2 separate regions of the Astyanax mexicanus genome follow, and region 2 is linked to region 1. The links are chromatin contacts, called in public Hi-C maps. All regions are on one chromosome and are shown on one strand. Each heading gives the region's core, a stretch centred on a gene start, on an enhancer-like site or on the middle of the called end of the contact. The rest is flanking DNA. Distances are from core to core; before and after follow the strand shown.

Region 1 (4,155 bases), core at 933-3,432:
CAAAGAATCTTTTGATAGTAATCATACCGGTCAGTTTTAGTTAACCCCTTATACAGCAAGGGCATACAGCACCACATTTTATATACTTACCAATGTCATAATTACACAACTTGTTTCACTGATTTCCATTGTAGTTGTTGAATAATTTAATGTAGTTTCTAAATAAGAGTATAACAAGTACCTGAAAGTATCAAAGAAGTTAAGTTTAATGTACAGTTCTTTACTATAACAACTACTTAAATCACATATGAGTCTCACTTTATTTTTTATTTAAGTAATTACTGTAGTGATTCATAAAATTAAGTTCTTGTATTGGTATAAACTACAATATCCTGAATGTAAGTGTGCAGGCCGGTGCCTTACTCTCATAATTACACAATTACAGTAATTTTGCAGTAATTACTAAACAGTACACTATAAGATGGATAATAATGGATAATTGAATTAAGGAAGAATTAAATATAATGGTTAAGTGGTCGAATTATGTTATTGGTTTACAGTATACTGTCAGTATATACAGTACTGGGATTTTTTTTTAACTCCAGTCAAAAGAGATTGTTTGTCATACGTTAAGTTATATACATATGTAAATTATACATTTTTCAAAATATATTTCTGAGATATTCTGAAAAATTAAGCCATATTATAAGGTAGACCTCGTATAGCATAAGAACTGCACCCATTAACCTAGAATTTAACTGAAATCTTTCACCTTTGGCAGAGAGAGAATCAAGCTGCACTCTTGCTTCAGATCTGAATCATTCACAGCTGTCCTTCCAGTGTGAGAATACCTCTAGAGTTCTGAATAAAAAGATATGTTTGAGATTTATTTTAATGGTGAGAAACAGAAAATGCTCCAACATGTACAACTAAACTTTGGATGTGTTAAATATCTCTCTGTAGACAGTGTAGTAAAACAGTAGGTGCATCCCAAAGCATAAGCTGCAGGTCCTCAGTGAACTGTCTTATGAAGATTTCATCTTTGGACAGTCGTAGCTTGTTGGTCGAACAAATAAAAAGAGTGGCGACATCACTACAAAGGGTCCAAACCCACATATGCCTCACATGAGTTATTTTACATGAATTTACTTACATTTTGAAACTCTGCTCCATGGGCTTTGTTTGTCTTATTCTGTAGTGCTGTTTTACTTTTTTTTAACTGTAGTAACTGTAGGCCTGAAAGGATGCATGCTCAGAAACACTATGAACGTCAGCTGCATTTCTTGCCTGTACCTAATATTATATATAGTTGTTGAGACTTCTGTGTATTTTTTTTATAAATATTGTCCTTCTTTTCTGGAACTAAAAAAATATTGCCCTTAATGACTGTTTTGACTGGCAATTATAAAATAGAAAAGTAGTAAAATAGAGAGTGCTCTCTGACTCTTGTACAGTACCGTCCACAGTCTAAGTCCAAGTCAAGCTTGTGCAAGGTAGTTTAATTTATGAAATTGAAAATTTCATGTATACATATTTTTTTTTCTATAGAGGACCGTTTAACTAACCTTGAAATTTGAAAATAGGCATACAAGTTTCTACACATGAATATAGACCTGTTTAACTTATCATTGTTGGAATGCAAAAAACTTTTTTCCTGTTTTCCCCTTTTTTGACACAATGTGAATTTGGCAGTAGTTGTTTTATGTTGTGTCTAAATCCATGTTGAATGGATAATTTTGCACTGACTTCCATTAAAAACAAAGAAGTTTTTTCTGTCTCCTTTAAAGTTGTGATTTCGCAGATACAACAATTTAGTTTGACAGCGAGGAGAGGATATATTAAATAAACTACTATTTAAAAAACTATAAAAATGACTGTATAACTTCTGTAATTAGGAATTGAGGAATTGAAATGTTTTCACACACACAGGCCCTTTGTACATCAGTTACCACATCATTTCTACCAGTTACTGCATAATAAGGCTCGAGCTGAATATCAGAATAACATGGCTGAAGGGGTTAAAGTGAGAACGCAGAGCACTCTGCAGGCCGGGGGGTTGAGGGGGGCACAGGGCAGTGTGGGAGTCACTCCTCTTTTCCTCCTTCCACTCCCTGCCCTCAGTCAACCCTTCTCCCTCGCTCCCCTCTGCCAAGAGGAACTCTGCACAGAGCCACTGTCCTCCCTCATCTCCCTCTCTCCCGCCCTGCACCTCCCCACCCCTCCTCTGGCATGACATCATCGCACATCTGTTGTCCCAACAGGGCGTCCGTCACATGGGCAACATAATGACAAACTTCTCTTTTTCACCTCGTCTCTCGTTCACTCCACACCCCGCTTTTGTGTGTGTCTCTGCAAAGCCTGGGACCGGGCCTTCACTTCTGCTCTTTATCCTGAACGCTCTGAGAGGAGCAGTTGCACTTTATAGCTGCTGATAGATAAAAAAAATCCAACTAATTAATCACTTTTGCTGTGATTAATCATTATCAATCACTTTTTTTATTCTTAAAACTAAAACTTTTGAAAATTTGAAAATTTTTATATTAAAATGTTTGTTAAACTGTATCTTTTTAACTGTAAACATAGATTGTCCTTTCTGAACCATATTTAAGTATCAGTTAAATTTCAAAATATTTAACCACATTGTAAAAAAAGGTTCAAATTGTATTGTTATTCAGCTTTCACTCCATTTACTGGAACAGTTACTGAGGCACACCAGTTTAATTTACTGGTAGAAGCATCAAAAACGTGCTGCTCAAACAAAAAACTTCCACGGGGGATTAGGGCAAGTAGGAGAAGAAAACATGGTAAACGTATGCTTCACAGAAGCAGCAGCGATGTGTGTGTGTGTGTGTGTAAGAGAGAGAAAGAGAGTGAGAGAGAGAGAGAGAGAGAGAGAGAGAGAGAGAGAGAGAGAGAGAGCGAGAGGGGAACACAGAGTGGAGGCAGGTGTAAGGTGTATTTTAGATTTTAATATAAATGGAAATACAAATAGGGTAAAATAAAAAAATGAATAATAATAATAATAATATGCATTAAAAAGGTCCCATGTTACTGACATGCGTTGACATGCTAAAAGCTAACAGCACTTTTACTTTTTTACATTTGTCATGAGAGATGTGCAAGCAGGAAACATTTCAGGAATGATGTGCTTTGGACAGATGAATCCAAAGTTCGACTATTTGGGCACAGTAACAGAAGACATGTTTAAAGCAAACCAGACTAAGCATTTGAGCACAATTACCTGTACCTACTGTGAAGCATGGGGGTGGTCATGCTGTGGTTTGTGGATGCTTTGCTGCAGCAGCCTGGTGAGGTCTCCATCATCCACTCATCCTTCACTCATCTAATCATTCTTCAATGTATCAGGGGCTGCTTAAGGAAATTTTGAGAACTTCCATACAAACACTGAAGATTCACACTGCTGAAAGAATTCTGCAAGGAGAAGTGGGAAACACTTTCTTCTAGTCAAGGTCGATCAAGACTGGTAGATGGATGCCTAACTGGGGTTATTTCAGCCAAATGGAGAAAAATGGCTATTAGGGCAAAGGGGGGTTCTACCAATTTCCTCAAAAAATATTTAATTTTATTCTTTACATTAAACTAATGTTTAGATTTTTTTTTTATTTCCATCTCTCAATACTGTTCAAATAAAGCACAACTATTAATTTGAATAAATGTGTTCAGAAACAAAGGTACAAATACTTTTTTTTCTTGAATATACATTTACACTTGTGCTGTATAACAAAGTAAGTGTTGTGCTGTATATTTGTATATGTAAGAAATATTAATTCATCCTCATAGTTTACCTGCGTAGTCCATCTGCACACAATAGGCCTGACAAAAGCAGGGCCTTACTAAGTCTGTGGCTTTAGTACTGTTTGTGAAAGGTGCCTGGTTCTGGTGTTCTGGTGAAGAAAAAAAAAGAAAAAGAAAGCTTTTTTAAACACTTATCTTTTAATAAACATTAGCATTTTCTCTTTAAAATAACAGTTAAAAAAATAATGTTGATGCTCTACTGATATACAGCTCTGGAAAAATATGAGACCACTTAAAAATGATGAGTTATTCTGATTTTACCTGATTGAAAACCTCTGAAATATAATCAAGAGGAAGATGGATGATCACAGCCAATTAAATCAAGCTGAACTGCTTGAATTTTTTCACCAGGAGTGGCATAAAGTTATCCAAAAGCAGTGTGTAAGACTGGTGGATGCA
Region 2 (4,155 bases), core at 869-3,368, 41 kb before region 1:
ATACGCACTTAATAAAGCGCATTAAAAACGGCATTAATTCATTGTGATATACTGATAAATAAAACTGACATCATACTTAAATTGAGTAATTGTTATGAGATTTGTACATAGCTTAATACACATCAAATAATGAGTATCATATGTGACAAATTTCACATTGGAAAAAAGCACTTTTCTCACACTTCATTGTTATTTTCTTGAGAATACAATGAAATAATGTGAACAAAATCTCAGTTTTCTGAGGTGTCCTCGTTAATGCTATAAAAATACCACCTCACATCAGAGCTCCTCTTCATCAGGGCCATGCTTTTGTGTACAAAACAACCATTGCTTCTCTGCAGGCCATCTGTGGAAGAGAAAGAGAGAGCAATGTAAACGTATTTATTTACATGTAGCACAGTCAACACAGTAGTGACACTCCCTTTCTCTCACTCTCTTTGGCTGCATTGTGTGGTGTGATATTTCTTCAGCTTTCTCCATTATTAATGGCATTCTTGTTTACAGTTCTGCTCAGTGAGCCTAAAGGAGGATCGCGTAGCACCTCTGTCCTTAAGGGCAGCCAGGAGGCTGCATCGCACTGCCACTGGCCCGCATGTTCCGCTGTGCTGGAGCCAGCTTGAGGGTACCAGGCTTCAGGGCTTGAGGTCCCACATGCGTGACGCACTGGCGCACAGGTGAGCTGCAGTAGACAGAGCGGCAGGTACGCGCACGGTGTATACGCACGTATGATTAATAAGAGGCCAGCTGGCGTGAGGTCTGTGGTAAGGCTAAGGAGGTAGTGGTGTGTGTGCGTATGAGTGAGAGTGTGGGCTACATTGTGGTTTACCTCAGGCGGAGGGGGGGAGGCACACACACACGAAGCCTAGTCATACTACCACAGGCCCCACGAGAGTGTGTTGTTACCGCAGCACTGACTCACACACATTCATTATGCACACATAAATACAAAAACACGCACAGACAGCTAAATACACAATCACATACACGTCACACACAAACATGCTACCAGGAACTACCACACAAAAATTATGGCAGCACTTACCAAAAATCACTGCATATTCCCCATACACATACGACATGTGGATCATGGAACATTAAATGCCCCCACATATGTATATATATATATGTGTATACTGCTATTAATTATTAATTACTCACTGCAAACAGATATATTACAACCTGTTTGTGGCTTTTTATTGGAAAAGCAGGTAGGAGGAGGAGGAGCGGTACATTCTGAATCATGCACTATAAACATACAGACTCCTCCTCTGTAAAGGGCATTTAAAAAAAATAAATCAACCATCTCTACAATAAAGTGTCGGAATGAACAACATCCCTCAAGTCAAATCATCCATCCACATCAAACTGCAGTGGGAGTAATCATAAGGCCTCCTCAGTGTCCTTGAAAGACCTGACGGAGTGAGAGGAGTTAAATGTGGCGCTGAGCTCCACTCCCTCTGGATACAGCCACAGCCAGTGTGTCTAACAATGTTTGGCATAGCGAGAGCTGTTTGTGCTGTACTTTTAATAGACTGAGAGATAAATGCGAAGCCTCCTTTTATCCCACACAGGGCCTGCAGGGCAAGGCCTGCTCCACCCCTCTACCAACCCCCCTCCTCACCCGCAGCACTGTAACCTTAGATGGCATGGCTGTGCTATGCCATGACCTCCAGAGCGCCAGACACAGGACTGGCACACATTGCACATGTCTGGGTCATTTGTGGTAATGGGGGTAAGATGAATCCCTGAATATATGAGCGAGAGAAAGCTTAGAGGAGCAGAGAAATGGTGGCCTATACAGCCTCAGAGAGACGTATCTGTAGAGATATCCCTCAGCGTCTTTAAGTTTTTAGCCGAAACACGCAAATCCTATATATTTACAATGTGGCCATTGTGTCCACGTCAGATGTATATATCATTGTCCTTCCTGAATACGTCGTTCATATGACCCTATGGAGCCTGGTGGAGATTGAGCCAGTGCAACACCATCAGTATCCAGTAGGTGGCGTTCTGCTTCTAAGACTGGAGCCCTGTGCTCTGGGCAGTGAGTGTTTCCGTGACAATAGGGCTTTTATGCAGAACAGGCAAGCTCACCGCAGTGCCCTCGAGTACCGTTTCCCTTAATCCCCGTTTGACCTTTGGGTGCTGGAGTCACTTTCACTTTTTCATGTAACTGATTTCTGTTACAGAGAGGAGCCCAGACACTTCTTTGACATCTAATAATGAGAGTTGTTCATTTGTTGTGTTGTGCGACAACGGAGAGCGATGCACGTTGCCCACTGTATTAGTCTGGCGATAAATCCACACCGCCTGTTATTTGAATAATATGCTTCATTCACACGCAGTCATTACTATTAAAAATGACTCTGTCCTATTTGCCTGAGGACAAAAGATCCTTCAGCATTAATTGATAGACTGAACATTTAACATACCCAGCCACAGATTAGCAAGATAAGACAATAATGTCATGCCCTTATACTTCCACAACACACATACCACAGAAATGCCTGCAGCCTTAATAGTTGCAAAGCCACAAGACCAAAAGCAATAAATTAAAAAATACCACAAATAAATAACATTCCTATGCTACTTATCTAAAAGGAAAAAAGAAATCTGCACAAACACACTTTAATAACACAGATACACATACACATTACAAACCTAGCCAGGTGATTTTAACAAGCAATTACATTTTAAAGTTGATCTCCAAACAAGTCCAGTTCAGTCACAAGTCTTTATATAAAAACGTGTTAAAATGTCGCAGAAGCTTCAGTCCTGACAGAAGTCATAACATGATTATAGCAATTAACAGTTACTTCGTTCCCTCTGTCATCTGCCAGTCACGATAAGACAACCCACTGCACTTCAGGAGACCCCAAAGTGTCTCTACACGTATTACAGTGCAGGTGCTGAAACTACTAGTTCAAGCATCTGATTAGTAGCAACAGCAGTCCCAATGAGTTGCCACAATGGCAAACTGCATAGCAACACAGAAACACCAAACTGGATTCAGACTGGTTCAAAATCCAATACGCACACTGACGTAACACAGCAACATCTTAGTAACAGCAGTGTGATACTGGATCTTTTTTTTACGGTACATAATTTGGCCCAATTAATCACTAAAGGCACCAAACTAAAGGTTTTTATGTTGATGATGGGAGTATATGTTAAAACAAACTGGGCAATAATACATATAATACAATAATATATGTAGATCAATAGACATGTTGCGAGAGAAACGGTTAAAACAACAGTGATATGATTTTGTAGAAATAAAATGAAATGTAGTTACAGACTTCCACTGTGGACATCTTTGGCAGTTTTTCATCAACTTTTTAATTGTTCATATCATAGTCAAAAGTACATGTATTAATCAAAATGTTTAAATATACTGTGATACAAATGTTGGCCACCCAGTTCTAACAGACCCCAACATTTTACAAAACAAAAAATATCACTTATCAATGATTAATTAATTATTAATCTGACCTTCAGAGTAAAAAAATATTTTAAAGAATAAAATCATAGCAGTTCATGTGGTAATGCTAATATTCAGGTTACCGTTATTTTGTATTTTCGAAATATGTTGTTTTTTAGTCATTACTGCTCTGGTGACATTATTCAGTGCGACGACTTAATTTCACAAACGTATGGATGTTCCATTTGCCATAAGTACACTTTTCACATTATAAAAATGCCAAATTAATAAAAAATAATGTGCGTTTTTAAAAGACAAAAATGAACACATAAGTATTACCAAGTATATTTACAGATCTGTCTAAATTTTGACTAAAAAAAGCCACACACACAGATTATGCTTAACAAATACAGACAGTGAATATTAAAAATCTTAAATCTTCTTTTTTATTAGTTTAAAAGTGCCCAGAAGACTAATATTGTGATATTACACTATTGTAAATTATATTATTTTATAACTTTCATTTTTAAGATTTTTTGCTTTGCTTGATCTTTATTTTTTCTCTTAATTTGCAATATAAAAGTTAATTTTAAATATTATATAATATAATTCAAATATAAATATAAAAAACTGTTCAGCTAAATGCAAAAGCATATGTAAAAAAAATCCTTTCCTTTCACTAAGATTTGAAGACTGTTCTTTATATGAAAAAAATTACAGGGGCGTTCACGTTA

Evidence for each region. A called contact is a pair of places that touch in the nucleus more often than the background predicts.
Region 2: a Hi-C map of muscle shows a contact between it and region 1, with 7 times the contacts expected there. The contact joins two enhancer-like sites. A contact is called at or near these places in 3 of 3 Hi-C or Micro-C datasets (blood and muscle).

The regions. Positions count from the first base shown.
Region 1 is chr2:12,260,633-12,264,787 of AstMex3_surface, reverse strand. No RefSeq gene overlaps it. Among protein-coding and RNA genes, the nearest start is that of wnt7ba, 7.8 kb to the right of the region's middle. Within about 2 kb of position 2,182, the one cell type or tissue checked has an H3K27ac peak away from gene starts, as active enhancers do.
Region 2 is chr2:12,301,279-12,305,433 of AstMex3_surface, reverse strand. LOC103028258 (a long non-coding RNA gene) reads right to left here. Exons shown (of 5, transcript XR_452999.4): 5 at 1-346. Among protein-coding and RNA genes, the nearest start is that of pparaa, 7.9 kb to the left of the region's middle. Within about 2 kb of position 2,118, the one cell type or tissue checked has an H3K27ac peak away from gene starts, as active enhancers do.